Linked DNA regions of Pan troglodytes: region 2 is linked to region 1. The links are chromatin contacts, called in public HiChIP or PLAC-seq maps. All regions are on one chromosome and are shown on one strand. The core of a region is the stretch at or near the end of the contact, and the rest is flanking DNA. Distances in the headings are between cores, read along the strand shown. Region 1 holds the start of TSPAN31 (tetraspanin 31). Region 2 holds the start of B4GALNT1 (beta-1,4-N-acetyl-galactosaminyltransferase 1).

Region 1 (7,542 bases), core at 2,762-5,261:
TAGGGCCATGGGCCTCAGGGCCAGAGGTGGTTGTTAGCCTGGCAAGACAGGTCTGGGCAACATGCATGCCCAGAGGCAGTTCGTTGTAGCTGCAGTGAGAGCAGAAGTCAGACGACATGAGGTGGCCAAGCAGGCTCTAAACCGCCTCAGGAAGCTGGCAGAGAGGGTGGACGACCCCGAACTCCAGGACAGCATCCAGGCCTCATTGGACAGCATTCGAGGTAAGAGAAAGGTCAGCCTTCAACTTGGGTGTATCGGGGACTAGCAGGTGCATAGAAGGGTTAGCTGTATCATATATCACTTCCCAGTCAGCTACTTCCTAGTCCCCAAGATGGGACTCTGGGAAAGAATACATTTAGGGAGGATGGAAAAAGACATGGGAGGTATCATTCTTTCTCTTTCCCTGCTCTGATCCTTCTCCCAGGAGATCAAAATACAGGTCCCTGTTGAGCTGACCTTCTTGGCAATGAAGAAATGTGTGAGCATGGGGAAGACAGGCTGTGACAGACTCATGGTAGACTTGTTCCCTGCCTGGGGAGTCCAGAGCAGGAAGCAGTCTGGGGCAGCAGGTTCTGGGACTGGATAATGAGTTCATTCCCAGGACCCACAAAGGATCAGTGACCTCTTGTTCTCCAGCTGTAGAGAGAAACACATGCACACACATACACACACACACACGCATGCACATTGAAGTACACCATGCAGAGAATCTCAGGCTCCCAAGCGCATACTAACTCTCACACACCATGCTCTGCAGAGCCAAAGTGCAGATAGGTCCCCAGAACTCTTCTTGGTCCCCTCTCCTCCCCTTGCTCCTGTTCCTGTCTTCCCCCCACACACCTTCCGCTCTACCTCCTTAGTGCCATTAGAGCAAGTGATGACAACACAGGGAGGAAATGCTGCCATGGCAACACCATCCGCCACATCCTCCTGCCCACCCCAGGCTTCAGTCCTGTGGTGGAGCCCTGGCAGGAACAGCTTCTCTCCATCCACAAGGCCCTACCACTGAGGAACTGGTGGAACTGGAGGTTGTTCCAGCTCGCTGTCATTCCATTCACCTCTGATGCAGCAAAGAGCTAACAAAAGCAGCCTTCTTTGCTCATGAAAGGTATCTGGTGGAAACACTTCCTCCATCATATCCTGATCTCTTCCAGCCATTTCAGTCTTCTCCATTGTTACCTGCCTACCTGGGTGGTGGTCAAGAGATCATTCTTTCCCTCAAGGACACCTCCTGCCAGACCTCTCTGCTGGTACACCAGAGTATAACTTGGGGAAGGAACAGCTTGCTTTGGATGCCTAGTGGGACAGTCTGATGATCCCCTTCCCATTGTTCTTCGGAGGCTAGTGCCCCTCTCACCTCCTGTCCCACACCCTTTGCCAGGAACTACACCTGAAACTTCCCCTGACAGCCTTAGTGTTTGGAAAGGCAGACCAAGGGGGAGTGGGCCATGGGGCCTCCTAGGGAGAAACTCTAAGCCCCACCCCTCTCAAAAATAATAATGATAATAATAATAAAGGAGAAGAGCGGTTTAGGCCAGGCAGAAAAGCTGTGCTTAGCTCTGGAGAGGGAGGAGGGTGAGGAGGGGTGGAGGTGGAAATCCCTGAGAAGGCTTCACTCCTCATAAGTGATTTGTTTTACTCCTTCTCTAAGAATTAGTATTCTGTTCCCATTGAACATAAAGGAAAACCGAGGCCATCAAAGGAGGGAAGTTTAAGCCAGAGCCAACAATTCTCCTTCACCCTCTCCATCAAAAAACACTACTGAAGGGTCTCCTGTCCTGGGGATGGTGTCATCCTGGTTCTGTAGGGAGGGAGGGAGAAACTGCTGAGTCCCAGGACAGAACATTGGAGGGATTGGATACAGGCCTCTGGGAGAACAAAGGGCTCCTGGCATCCTGGCTCAGCCCCCCCACCCTCAGCCCCCCACCAGGCCAAGCACGCTGCGGGCTCCTGCCTCCAAGAGCCGCCCACGGCAGCACTTATTATAGTCTCAGCTGCGTCAGGAGGGTGGGACGCCAAATCAGGGGACTGCTGTGACTCCCCAAGTCCCGGGAAGGGGTCTCCAAGGCTGCAGAGAGACCTTCTTTCGCCCATCTTACCCCACCCCCAAGGGGTCTCAACCTCTTTTCCACTTTGGCCTAACCACTTCAGGATTCTCACCTGGCTGGAGGATAGAGAGCCTTGAACTCCAAGACCCCTAGAGGGGTGGGGGACACGGAGCAGACGGTTTCCATTCACTCTGCCTGCCTCCTCTTTAATCTTCTGAAAGAATCCCACTCAGCAAACCTCAGGAGACTGAAAGGGAACCCTGAAGAGGTCGGCTCTCACTGCCTCAACTGAAGGGTCCTTATACTTGGGGAGTGAAATCCTCCACCTGTGGGTAACCAGGTGTCAGGGCAGTGCCTCCACTAATTCAGCATCCCCCGGTTGGTCCCCTACCCACCATACACACGGATTCCTCTCTGCTTCTGCCCGCTGTTTCTGAGGCACTCTTGGAGCTACGGTTGCTATGGAGACTGGATGCATTTTGGCATGGGGGGGTATCAGTCTAAGACACATCCTTCTCCCTCCTCCTAGAGCTGGAGCCTTTGACTTACCCTGTGGCCTGGGCTCCTCCAGCACTCAGATCTCTCCCTTCTCTCCTACCCTGCTAAGTTCCATGTTTGTCCCCATCCCTGGGGAACATTTTCCAAGTTCACTTTGGGACAGTCGAGCTCAAGTCTTGGCCTCGTCAAAGTATTAAATGTGGTGGTGTGAGTGGGAAAGGGAGCTGGGTCATGAGAACGGGAACCTTCCAGGTACCTGGGGGAGACAAGAGATCCTGGGGGAAGGGATTTCAGGGCCCCCACTTTCCCACTTCATCTTCCCCAGAATTGGCAGTGACCCTGGGTTTGCTCTGTTTACCGCGGCCCCTGTCCACCCAATAGATCGATTTTCACCCTTATCCCTAAATGCCATACCTCACAATCGCGCTTCCTAACCTTGGTGCGCGAGAGGAGGGGGCTAGGTTGTTGGAGGAGGTGAGTCCAAGTCCCAGGAAATCCAGCCCAGGATTTGGGAGAGAAATCCAGCCCTGGATTTTGCACCGCCCTCGCAGACATCGGTGCTGGTGGAGAAAAGGTGGGGGGGAGATAGGGTGGGGGGGCCTGGGGGCCGCCTCCTCCTCAATGTGAGGGGAGCGCCCGGACACAGCGCGCATCCGGACCAAGCCGAGCCCAGGCGAGGCCCCCGGACTCTTCGCCCGGATCTCACGCCCCTCCCCTCCCAGACCCCAGACCCGTGGGTTCCCACCCACCTCCCGTTCCCTCTTTCCTCCCCCGCCGCCTCCTGTATCTCCATCCCCAGCATCCTCCCCGCGCCCCTGCGAATCCCCCGCACGGCCAGCCCCACTAGCTTCCCACCCTCCTCTAGACCCTCTTTCCGACCGCATCCGCGGCTCCTGTCCCTTGAGTCCCAATTCCCCGCCCCTGCCTCCCCCGCACAGGTTCGTTTCCCCTAGCCTCCGCTCCCCTTTTCTGCTCCCTTTTCCTCTCTCTCCCCCATTTGCCCCCACTACTGTCCTCCCCTCCCTCCCCCACCCATCTCAGCGCCCCCACCCAGGCCGGGGTGGACGGTCCGGCGCGCCTCCCTGGAGCAGCACCAAGGTCCCGGGGCTCCAAGAGGGTGGGGGCGCAGGGCGGGGAGCATGGGGAGGGGGCGCCCCATGTGATGGGAGGGGGGCGCAAGCGGAGGCGGCGGAGGCGGCGGCGACAGCGGAGCCGGGCCGGGGGCTCAGCGGGGTCCGGGGGCTGGGGGCAGCGAGCAGGGCGGCCCCATGGCCGGGCCCCCCTGAGGCAGTCCGGGGGAGTCCCCTCCCCTCCCCAGCTCGGGGGTCTCCGGGCCCCATGAGCCGGGGCGCGGGCGCGCTTCAGCGCCGGACAACGACCTACCTCATCTCGCTGACCCTGGTTAAGCTCGAGTCGGTGCCTCCGCCGCCGCCTTCTCCGTCTGCGGCCGCGGCCGGCGCCGCCGGTGCCAGAGGCTCCGAGACTGGGGATCCTGGCAGCCCCCGAGGCGCGGAGGAGCCGGGCAAGAAGCGGCACGAACGTCTCTTCCACCGGCAGGATGCGCTGTGGATCAGCACGAGCAGCGCGGGCACCGGGGGCGCGGAGCCCCCAGCCCTGTCCCCGGCTCCGGCCAGTCCGGCCCGCCCAGTCTCCCCCGCTCCCGGCCGCCGCCTCTCCCTCTGGGCCGTCCCTCCGGGACCCCCGCTCTCCGGGGGACTGAGCCCCGACCCCAAGCCTGGGGGCGCCCCCACCTCCTCCCGGCGCCCCCTACTCAGCAGCCCGAGCTGGGGCGGCCCGGAGCCCGAAGGCCGGGCGGGCGGCGGCATCCCTGGCTCATCCTCTCCGCACCCTGGCACTGGCAGCCGGAGGCTCAAGGTGGCGCCTCCTCCGCCGGCTCCCAAGCCTTGCAAGACCGTGACCACGAGTGGAGCCAAAGCCGGCGGGGGCAAGGGCGCGGGTAGCCGCCTGTCATGGCCCGAAAGCGAGGGCAAGCCCAGGGTCAAGGGGTCAAAGAGCAGCGCTGGGACTGGAGCTTCGGTCTCTGCCGCCGCCACCGCTGCCGCCGCCGGGGGAGGGGGCGCTACAGCTTCGACCTCTGGTGGGGTCGGGGCTGGGGCTGGAGCCCGAGGGAAGTTGTCCCCTCGGAAAGGCAAGAGTAAGACCTTGGACAACAGTGACTTGCATCCGGGACCGCCTGCCGGCTCTCCTCCTCCGCTAACCCTCCCACCAACTCCGAGTCCAGCCACTGCTGTCACCGCTGCTTCCGCGCAGCCCCCCGGGCCTGCACCTCCAATCACTCTGGAGCCTCCAGCTCCGGGGCTGAAACGGGGCCGGGAGGGGGGCCGAGCATCCACTCGTGACCGCAAGATGCTCAAGTTTATCAGCGGCATCTTCACCAAGAGCACAGGAGGGCCTCCTGGCTCCGGGCCCCTTCCCGGACCCCCCAGCCTGTCTTCTGGCAGCGGGTCCAGGGAGCTGCTGGGCGCCGAGCTCCGCGCTTCCCCTAGTGAGTTGAGTCAGGGCTTGAGAACAGGGAGGGAAGGGTACCTGGAATGCTCAGCTTGGGGTGGAGGAGCGAGGTCCAGGAAACTAGGGAAGCTTTTCTCTGGGGTGGGCGGATGAACCAAGCTCACTCCTCTGCCAAGGATTGGGGCAAAGAATAGGAGTCCTGAAGCGGAGCGAGTAGCTGCATTGTGCGACAGGAGAAAGGACTTGATTTCAGAGGGACTCAGCCTCAGAGCTTTCTGGGAAAATAATGTCCTTGATCAGAGTGACTAGAAAATTGCTCCCAGAGAAGCCCAGGACCCCACTTCCAGCCTCAGCTGAACTCTGGGAGCATGGAAACGGGGCTTTGCCGTGTTTAGAGCGACGTTGAAGGTGAAGGGGATGAGGAAGCCTCAGTTTCCCCTGAGCACTTGGGGCAGGTGGCATGACAGTGACCTTGCAGGCAGCTTCTCGCCAGGGACTAGTCGTCCCCTGGGCTGAGAGCAGGCTAGTGATGTTTTTCGTGCGGTGAAGGCGGATTGGGCGGTACGCGAGTCCGCGGGGGCTGGAACGTGCAGAATACTTAAATGTGAAGTGAGAGGGGGCGGATAGGAAGCCTCACTTCCCCCACTGCCCACCCCCTCCCCAGAGCCGCATTGAAACCCACCCGGGGCTGACCCTGGAGTGAGTCAGGTGGGGCGGAACTGCTGCAAAGGCAATCCGTACCCCGGGAGACTTGGGAGGCGGTACGGGGAAGGTAGTGTTTTTTACGGGGGCAGGGTGTCTATTATTATTACTATTTTCCTACTGGAGGAGATAGGCAGGAGACTCTTGGTTCGGCTCACACTCCCGGGAGAGGAGGCGGGTCCGGGAGCGGAGGCGGCCCCCGGGGTTTGGCTCCGGAGCGGGTGGGAGCAGATGGCTCCGGATCCCAGAGTTCCCGCCGCAGCTGCGGCGCCCCGGGAACGTCCGGCCGGTGTCAGGCGCGGGGGCTGGACCTGGCTGGCGGAAGGAGCATCCTTTCCCCCGGGCCTGTGGCTTCTCTCGGCCAGGCGATGGAGCCCTTCCCCACAGTTCTTTTGGAGGGCGTTTGTGGGGAGGGTGTGGGAGATGGAGGCATAGGAAAATCCTAGCTCTTTCCCTTGGGCTGTGGGGAGGAGTCCAGGGCTACAGTGCCGTTGACCTTGAAGAAGGGGAGGGAAACCCCTCACCTCAGTTTCTCTCCTGTGGAATGGAGGTTGGGGAAGACACACTCTCTTCTGTGTTTCAGCACCTCCTCCCAGGGTCTGCCCTGGGAACCAGTGGGTTAGGGAGGAGCTCCTCTTCTATTCTTTTTCCAGAGGGAAGAACCTGCCACTGTCAGAGCCCTGGTCTCCCTGTCTGGGGCCGGGACCCGCGTTTGGGGATGTGCTTTAAGGGAGATGCCAACTGAAGTATTTTTGTCTTGCTAGCTCCGTTGCTAAGCAACCACTGAGCGGCAGCAACAGCTGGGGGAGAGTGGCTGGGATGGGAGGCCTGGGGACCACCCTCAAACCTGTCTGTTGCACACACCTCTCCAGTGCAGGCAGGGTTGGGGGGGGGTTGGAAAGCTGCAGAGGGAGGAGGGGTGGCTCAGTGTTGGGGGTCCTTCTGAGCCAGGAGCCTCCCCTCTTACTGCCCTTCTCCCGTTACAGAGGCTGTGATCAATAGCCAGGAATGGACTTTGAGCCGCTCCATTCCTGAACTGCGCCTGGTAGGTAACCCAGTCCCCTTGCCTATAGGGAAGGCTGACCTCCCACCCACTGCACTCTCAGCTCTCTCCCTTCACCTCTCCTTCTCTCTCTCTCTCTCTTTGGGAATAGGGAATCGTTTTCCAGTTCTCCTGAGAGTCTGCCTTCATAGCACCAACATGGGGTTTGCTACAGCCTCCTCACAAGTTTTTCCTATCTAGTCTTTATGCAGCCATCCCCTTTTTCCTGTTTGTTCATGGTCCTCCTCCAGGCTTCTCATTTCTGGTATCTGCCCTTTGGCCTTCATGTTGTATTGCCTAGAATTGGGTAAAGTTTTCCAACTAGTGCCTAGAGCTGTGACATGCTACAAACACACACACACAGAGACACACACACACAATATATCTAGTATGTTTTCTAAACAACCCAACACACAAAAAAGCTGGTACTGAATTGCTGACATTCTTCAGCTCGTGCTCCACTTTGAGCTTGGGATCATTTCTTACCACACTCATGCCCTGATCCTCCCAACTGCTCCGATCCCCTCAGCAGCTCTGATCCTCCCAACTGCTCTCTCTCGAATGACTGTCATCCAGGCCCTGTAGGGTCGTGCTTGGATGACTTATCTCTCTGGGTTTTCTGGAGTGTCCAGACCCATGCATCCTGCCTTCTCTTATATCCCACAATTTCTGCTCCACAACCTTGCCCTCAGGGTGTGCTGGGCGATGCCAGGAGTGGGAAGTCATCGCTCATCCACCGATTCCTGACTGGCTCATACCAGGTGCTGGAGAAGACAGAGAGTG
Region 2 (6,865 bases), core at 294-2,793, 100 kb after region 1:
CACCAGCATGGCACATGTATTCATATGTAACTAACCTGCACATTGTGCCCATGTACCCTAAAACTTAAAGTATAATAATAATAAAATAAAATTTTAAAAAATAGTTATTTTCCAACTCCATCAGCTCCCTCCACATTTATTAATTGGCATTCTCCCTTCTCCTTCATTCATTTAATTAATTAATTAATTATCTATGTATTATCAGTGTGGAGTCAGGGATTCCTATGTTTTCAATGGTTCATAATTCATTCCTGGTCATCTCCGCTGGGGGCACCAACCAGATAAAGTATACCTGTCTTATATGTTACAAATATTTTTTCACAGTTTGTCATTTCTCTCTCAAATTTAGTGTATGTTAATTTCTTCACTCAAGTTTTTCATATAGTCAGATTTATTAATATTTCCCTTTACATCTGGCTTAGAGATCTCTTCCCTACTCCAAGATCATAAACAAAACAAAAATTCCATGATTTCTTCTTTTGAGACAGAGTCTCGCTCTGTCACCCAGGCTACAGTGCCATGGCACCATCTTAGCTCACTGCAGCTTCAACTTCCCGAGCTCAAGCAATCTTCCCACTTCAGCCTCCTAAGTAGTTGGACTACAGGTGTGAGCCACCTTGCTGGGCTAATTTTTAAATTTTTTGTAGAGACGGGGGGGGGGGGGTGTCTCACCATGTTGCCCAGGCTGGTCTCGAACTCCTGGTCTCCTATCGCCTCAGCCTCCCAAAGTGCTGAGATTACAAGCATGAGCCACTGCGCCGGGTTTCATGATTTCTTTCACTACTTTTATGATTTCACCTTTAATATTAAAATATTTAATACATTTGGAATTTTGGTGTAAGAAGGGTAGAGATTCCACTTTCCCCCCAGCTGATTAGTCATTTGTTTGTATAAAATTCATTCATTCAATAATCCACCACACACACACACACACACACATATTTTCGTTATGTTCTATATTTCTTGTTATATCTTTTTTTCCTATTGAATCTTGATGCATCTTTTATTAGAACCATGGAGCCACAGAACTCCGATTCTCGGCAATGTGAGGTATCAGGCTATGACCTAAGGCTTGCAAGCAGAACTACCGCCAATCTGGCCTCTCTGGGGTTCCCTTCCTCCTGCAAGGTTGCACCAAGCGGCAGTTCGGGGAAATAGGGCCTTCAATTACCCAGTGTGTATCTCTTGAGTGTCTGTTAAATAATGGGGGGCAGGGCGGGGAGGAGGGGGAGAGGGAGGCTGTGCCTCATTCTTTGTTAGCCAGGCAGAGCGTTTATTTTCCAGGGGTTGTTTCCTTTATCTTCACCCTAACATTCAAACTTGACTTGAGTTTTAGCGCGCTTCCGCCCTACCTCCTCCCAAAGCCCTTATTTGCCCATCCTTGCCTACAAGCTCAGAACGAGCAGGCAACGGAATGGATGTCGTGGGAGCAGGCGATTGAGATGCCAGTGTTTGGAGGCTAAGGACTGGGGGCTGTGAGCGAGGACCTTCCCGCGTTTGCTCCGCGCCCCCGCAGTTTCCTCCGCGCCCACTAGAAGGCGCCGGGGCGCTCGCATTCCCCGCGCGGAGCCGAAGCAGCCGCAACGAGCCGGGAGCTGAGCCGCGCTGCGCTGCGGTGCGAAGAGCCGGGCGGCGGCCAGAGCCCTCCCCGCGCTGCCAGTGGGACGCGGAGCCAGGGATCCCCGGCTTTGCCCCGGGGCTGGGGTGCAACAGACTCTTAACTTGGTCGTCGCGCCCCGCCAACCGCCCCCGGGCAGGAAACGCCCAGAACCACCACCGCGCCGCGCTCCACAAAAGCCCCGGGAGTTCCAAGACGGGAGGGATCGGGCGCGCTCCAGAGGCAGGAGGGTCCCCCACACCCTCAGGCTCATGCCCAGCTCCCCCATCGGGCAGCCCCCAGCCCCATGAGGACCCTCAGGCCGGGGCGAGAGCCCGGCACAGCCCGGACCGAAATTTTGCCGCTGCCTTAGAGCGTTAGACAGGTCAGTGCCCGGGGGTGGGGGGCGGGTGGGATTGGTTGGTGAGGGGAGGAGGAGGAGGCGGGAGGAGGCGCGCTTCCCGGTCCACCCTGTCCCCCGCGCCGCTTCCCGAGGCCACTCATCGGGTCACCTCCGCCGGGGGCGCCCGCCAGCACGGGCGTGATTCTGCATTTTTTCCTGACAGGCTAGGTGTGGAGCCGCCCTCCGCAGCCCACCCCGGCCCAGGCGATGCTCGGACTGAGGAGTCGGGGGCGCGCCGGCCAGGGCGGGCGGCGGGCTTGGGGACTGCCACTGCCCTGATAGAGCGGGGCTTTTCCGCTCACGCACGGCCGCGTCGAAACCGCGGCATCCAAATGTCTTCAGCATTAAGATGCCAGGCCTCGGGTGTGAGAGGAAACCGAGATGCAGGAGAGGGCGAGAAGAAAGGAGGCCGGGAGACCCTGGGGCCTGGGAAGTGAGGGGAGGGGTACTGGGAAAACCGCGGCTGGCAGTGCAAACCCTAGCGCGATGTGTGGAGTGGAGAGCGCTCTTGGGAGCCGGCAGGAGCCTCTGAGGACGCGGGGGCCAAGGGCCCCATCCCTTGCCCTCCCTTCTTCCCTCCCTTTCTCACTCCCCATCCTACCCCCACCTAGGATGTGGCTGGGCCGCCGGGCCCTGTGCGCTCTGGTCCTTCTGCTCGCCTGCGCCTCGCTGGGGCTCCTGTACGCGAGCACCCGGGACGCGCCCGGCCTCCGGGTACCTCTTGCGCCGTGGGCGCCCCCGCAAAGCCCCCGCAGGCCCGAGCTGCCAGATCTTGCTCCTGAGCCCCGCTACGCACACATCCCGGTCAGGATCAAGGAGCAAGTAGTGGGGTGAGTGCCGACCGCGGCGGCGCAGCGCAGCGCTCGCTGGGGGTGGTCTGGGGGCTTTTGTTTCCTCCACTGCTGGGCTCAGATGCCTGCATTCTCCTAACGGGCTGTGTGGAGTGAAGTGGGAGGTGGAAGTGGGAGGCTGCTGAGGCTTGGGCTGGGGAAAATCTGTTCTCCCTGAACCTTGCCATGGGGATAAGGATGGGGATGGGCGTGGGAGGTTGTGCAGTCAAGGGAGGGCCCTGAAAGACTCCCTGAGGTCCTGATTCAGGTATGAGAAGAGGCTCCAGGTGGGGTCCTGGTTGGTGGGTAGGCAGCTCCTGAAATCCTGGTGATTGGCCCTATCCTACAACTCTAAAATCCAGATTTAGGGGATGGGTCATCCGATCCTTGGTCCCCCTCCCGAGGACTATTTGAAGGGCAGCATTTAAGGGGACAGAGCCTAGACAGACAGAATTGCAGGGCCAAGGTGTGGGGTGCTGTGTCAGTGTTTATGGGATGAATGGAGCTGTGTAGCTGGGCTCTGATGACCCTCACTACCTACCCCCTTCAGGCTGCTGGCTTGGAACAACTGCAGTTGTGAGTCCAGTGGGGGGGGCCTCCCCCTCCCCTTCCAGAAACAAGTCCGAGCTATTGACCTCACCAAGGCCTTTGACCCTGCAGAGCTGAGGGCTGCCTCTGCCACAAGAGAGCAGGAGTTCCAGGCCTTTCTGTCGAGGTACCAGCTTGAAAGAAGCGCATGACTCCACAGGGGGAGAGCAGTGATTGTGCCGGGAGGGAGAGACCCTCTCCCCCCCGACTCTGCTCTGTCCTCTCCTTCCTCCACTGCCAGGAGCCAGTCCCCAGCTGACCAGCTGCTCATAGCCCCTGCCAACTCCCCGCTCCAGTACCCCCTACAGGGTGTGGAAGTTCAGCCCCTCAGGAGCATCTTGGTGCCAGGTAGGGAGGAGGGTCCCAGAGGATGACCTCAGCCACAGTGGGGGTGGCAGAGCCCAAGGTTGGGTGGGGAAGAATGGGAGATGATTGGAATGGGAGGTGGGAACCTCTGATGAATGGGGGACTTAAGCTCAAAAGGGGGCTTAGGAGGTGGGAAGTGAGGACAGAAGGGACTCTAGGAATTTCAGAAGACTGTAACTGGGGAGTTTTGGGGGAAATAATCTATTCTTTGCTGACTAACCATTGGTTAAGTGGTGGTCAGGGCAGGCCATAGGGCAAGCTTTGATGGGACGGGCTCAAAAATCAGTCACTGTAGGCTATGTTATACAGTGTGCCCTGCTGAGGCCTCAATAAGAAGAATAGGTGGAAAGTTCTCTATTGTGTGTGGTGACAGCAGGGAGAGAAAATGAGAAAGAATTCAGGGCTGCCTATGTGATTCTGATCCCCCCACTCCTTTCTCCTAGGGCTGAGCCTTCAGGCAGCTTCTGGTCAGGAGGTATACCAGGTGAGAGAAAACAAGATGGTAAGGAGGCCAAGTAGGCATCAAGAATGCTGGGAGGGAGGCAGGGCTACTAAGGGAAGGATGGGCGAATCAGGGAGGCAAGAAGTGGGTCTGGGGCCTAACCCTGCACTCTCCAATCCCCTCCTAGGTGAACCTGACTGCCTCCCTAGGCACCTGGGACGTGGCAGGGGAAGTGACTGGAGTTACTCTCACTGGAGAGGGTCAGGCAGATCTCACCCTTGTCAGCCCAGGGCTGGACCAACTCAACAGGCAACTACAACTGGTCACTTACAGCAGCCGAAGCTACCAGACCAACACAGCAGACACAGGTGCGAGGCCTGGGTGGAGAGAGGGGCAGGCTGGGCAAACAGAGAAGAACCAGAAAGGCTGGAGTGGGCAAATGGCAGAGGGCATGGGAGGCATCTGGGCTATGGCCAGAGCTGTCCAGCCACACAATGGGTGCTTCAACTGGACCAGCAGGGCCAGAGGGAGAAAGGGGGCCTTTGTTCATCTGGGGCTGGAGCAGGCCAGAGGGAAACCCGAGCCTTGGGTGTGTCTCCCCTTTAGGCCAACTGTGGGGGGCCCCAGGAAGAGACTTGTCTAAGGAGTTAGAAGACTATATTCCCAACCCACCCCTTACTAGAGGGCAAAGGTCTTTACTTTCCTGAGATCCCATTTCTCTTCCAGCAAAAGAGGCCTAAAAGCCCTCTTTGCTTCTCCCCAAAGCTGGTTTGTTGCACTAAGTTTGCTTCGACCTTAAGGCCTTTGCACTTTCTATTTTCTCAGCCTGGAATGCTCTTCCCCAGATTTTTGCAGACTGGCTTCTTCTTGTCATTTAGATCTCAGTTCAAATGCCTCCTCTTCACTATCACATTACTTGTTTGTCTTATTTTCCACTCAATACTTACCAGTATCTGAATTTTTTAATTTACTTAGCCTGGCACCAGACTGACTAGGTTGCTATCAGTTTTGTTGCTTAATAGTTGTGTAAATGTGGCAAGTTACTTTTCTGTGTCTCAGCTTTTTTTTCTGTTGTAGGAATCTACTTAATAGGGCTATCATGAGGATAAAATGAGTGCATATATTTAAGGTAATTTTTTAACGGGTCTGGCACATAGTAAGTGCTCAATAAAGGTTAGCTTTTACTTAAAATTTTCTTTGTTGTTTTTTCTCCTACCCATTAGAATGTAAGTTCCATGAAGGTAAGAACCTTCTGTTCTTGTCCACCAAGGCCTAGAAAGGTGGGACACAGAGTAGGCACTTAAATATTGATTGGCTGAAAACAGAATGTTATCCCACCCTTCAGGGTCAAATGCCATGTCCTTTCTTCCCAGTCCGGTTCTCCACCGAGGGACATGAGGCTGCTTTCACTATCCGCATAAGACACCCGCCCAACCCTCGGCTGTACCCACCTGGGTCTCTACCCCAGGGAGGTGAGGCTGGTAGGGGCAGGGACATATTAGAACCAGCCTTGGTGGGGAGCAAGTTGGGAGAGGGCAGTCCGGGGAGGGGATATCTACCTGTTCCCCTCTCCCAACCCTCCTTGTCTGCACCCAACCCTGTGCCCCCAATCTCAGCCCAGTACAACATCAGTGCTCTAGTCACGATTGCCACCAAGACCTTCCTCCGTTATGATCGGCTACGGGCTCTCATCACCAGTATCCGCCGCTTCTACCCAACGGTTACCGTGGTCATCGCTGACGACAGCGACAAGCCAGAGCGCGTTAGTGGCCCCTACGTGGAACACTATCTCATGCCCTTCGGCAAGGTGTGCAGCTAGCAGGCTGAACGGCAGGCCAGAGGACTCCCGCAGGGGGTGTGCCCTCAATCTGCAGCCTCCAGGGTAGTGATTCGAGGACCACCTGCCTCAGAATCATGGGGTGCCTGTTAAGCATGAGGATTCCTGGAATGTAAGCTTCGTGGGAGCAGGAAATTCTCTCTGAATTCTTAGAATGGTGCTTAGTGCCTAATGGCATTCAATAAAATAGCTGATGAATGAATAAATAAATGCACACGGAAATTAAACGGATTCTAAGACCACTGACTTGGAACCTCTGTGGGGATCTGCATTTCTTTTACCTAGCTCCTGGCCTTTCGAAAGCACTCAAAAGTCTGGAGAAGAATACAAGCTGAGAAGGGTCGGGGGAGAGAAAGAAAGGTGGCAGAGGGCCATGTCCTATTTCTGCAGCCTCCCCAACCACACACACCTTTCTGCCAGGGCTGGTTCGCAGGCCGGAACCTGGCCGTGTCCCAAGTAACCACCAAGTACGTGCTGTGGGTGGACGACGACTTCGTCTTCACGGCGCGGACGCGGCTGGAGAGGCTTGTGGACGTGCTGGAGCGGACGCCGCTGGACCTGGTAGGGCAGGGGCTGCAGGATGTGGGGGTGGAGAAGGGCCTTGAACAGGCTAAGGCCACAGCGGGGGCCCTGCGGCCAGGAACGGCCAGCCCTAGGACAAAGAGAGAACCACGAAGTGGGGCCTGGGAACTGTCTGGGTCCTGCAGGGGTGAAGCGGAAGAGGATGGGGCAGGGGTACCCCCGAAGGCACCGGAGCGCAGACCTTGACTCCTTCGGGTCCCCTATCCCAGGCCCGCCTGGA

Evidence for each region. HiChIP or PLAC-seq counts read pairs in DNA pulled down with a chosen protein or histone mark.
Region 2: an H3K4me3 HiChIP or PLAC-seq map of stem cell-derived excitatory neurons shows a contact between it and region 1, with 2.3 times the contacts expected there. The contact joins the promoter of B4GALNT1 here to the promoter of TSPAN31 in region 1. A contact is called at or near these places in 1 of 7 Hi-C or Micro-C datasets (induced pluripotent stem cells) and 1 of 1 datasets of contacts at active chromatin or transcription factors (stem cell-derived excitatory neurons).

What each region holds. Positions count from the first base shown.
Region 1 is chr10:38,290,170-38,297,711 of NHGRI_mPanTro3-v2.0_pri, forward strand. TSPAN31 (tetraspanin 31) reads right to left here and starts at 4,012. Exons shown (of 6, transcript XM_009425033.5): 1 at 3,930-4,012. It overlaps AGAP2 (ArfGAP with GTPase domain, ankyrin repeat and PH domain 2), which reads left to right. Exons shown (of 18, transcript XM_054664193.2): 1 at 1-221; 2 at 6,704-6,762; 3 at 7,452-7,539. The coding sequence starts at 62.
Region 2 is chr10:38,397,577-38,404,441 of NHGRI_mPanTro3-v2.0_pri, forward strand. It overlaps B4GALNT1 (beta-1,4-N-acetyl-galactosaminyltransferase 1), which reads left to right and starts at 1,544. Exons shown (of 11, transcript XM_063785523.1): 1 at 1,544-1,982; 2 at 2,612-2,830; 3 at 3,381-3,545; 4 at 3,660-3,766; 5 at 4,228-4,268; 6 at 4,414-4,594; 7 at 5,600-5,698; 8 at 5,843-6,033; 9 at 6,349-6,624. The coding sequence starts at 2,613.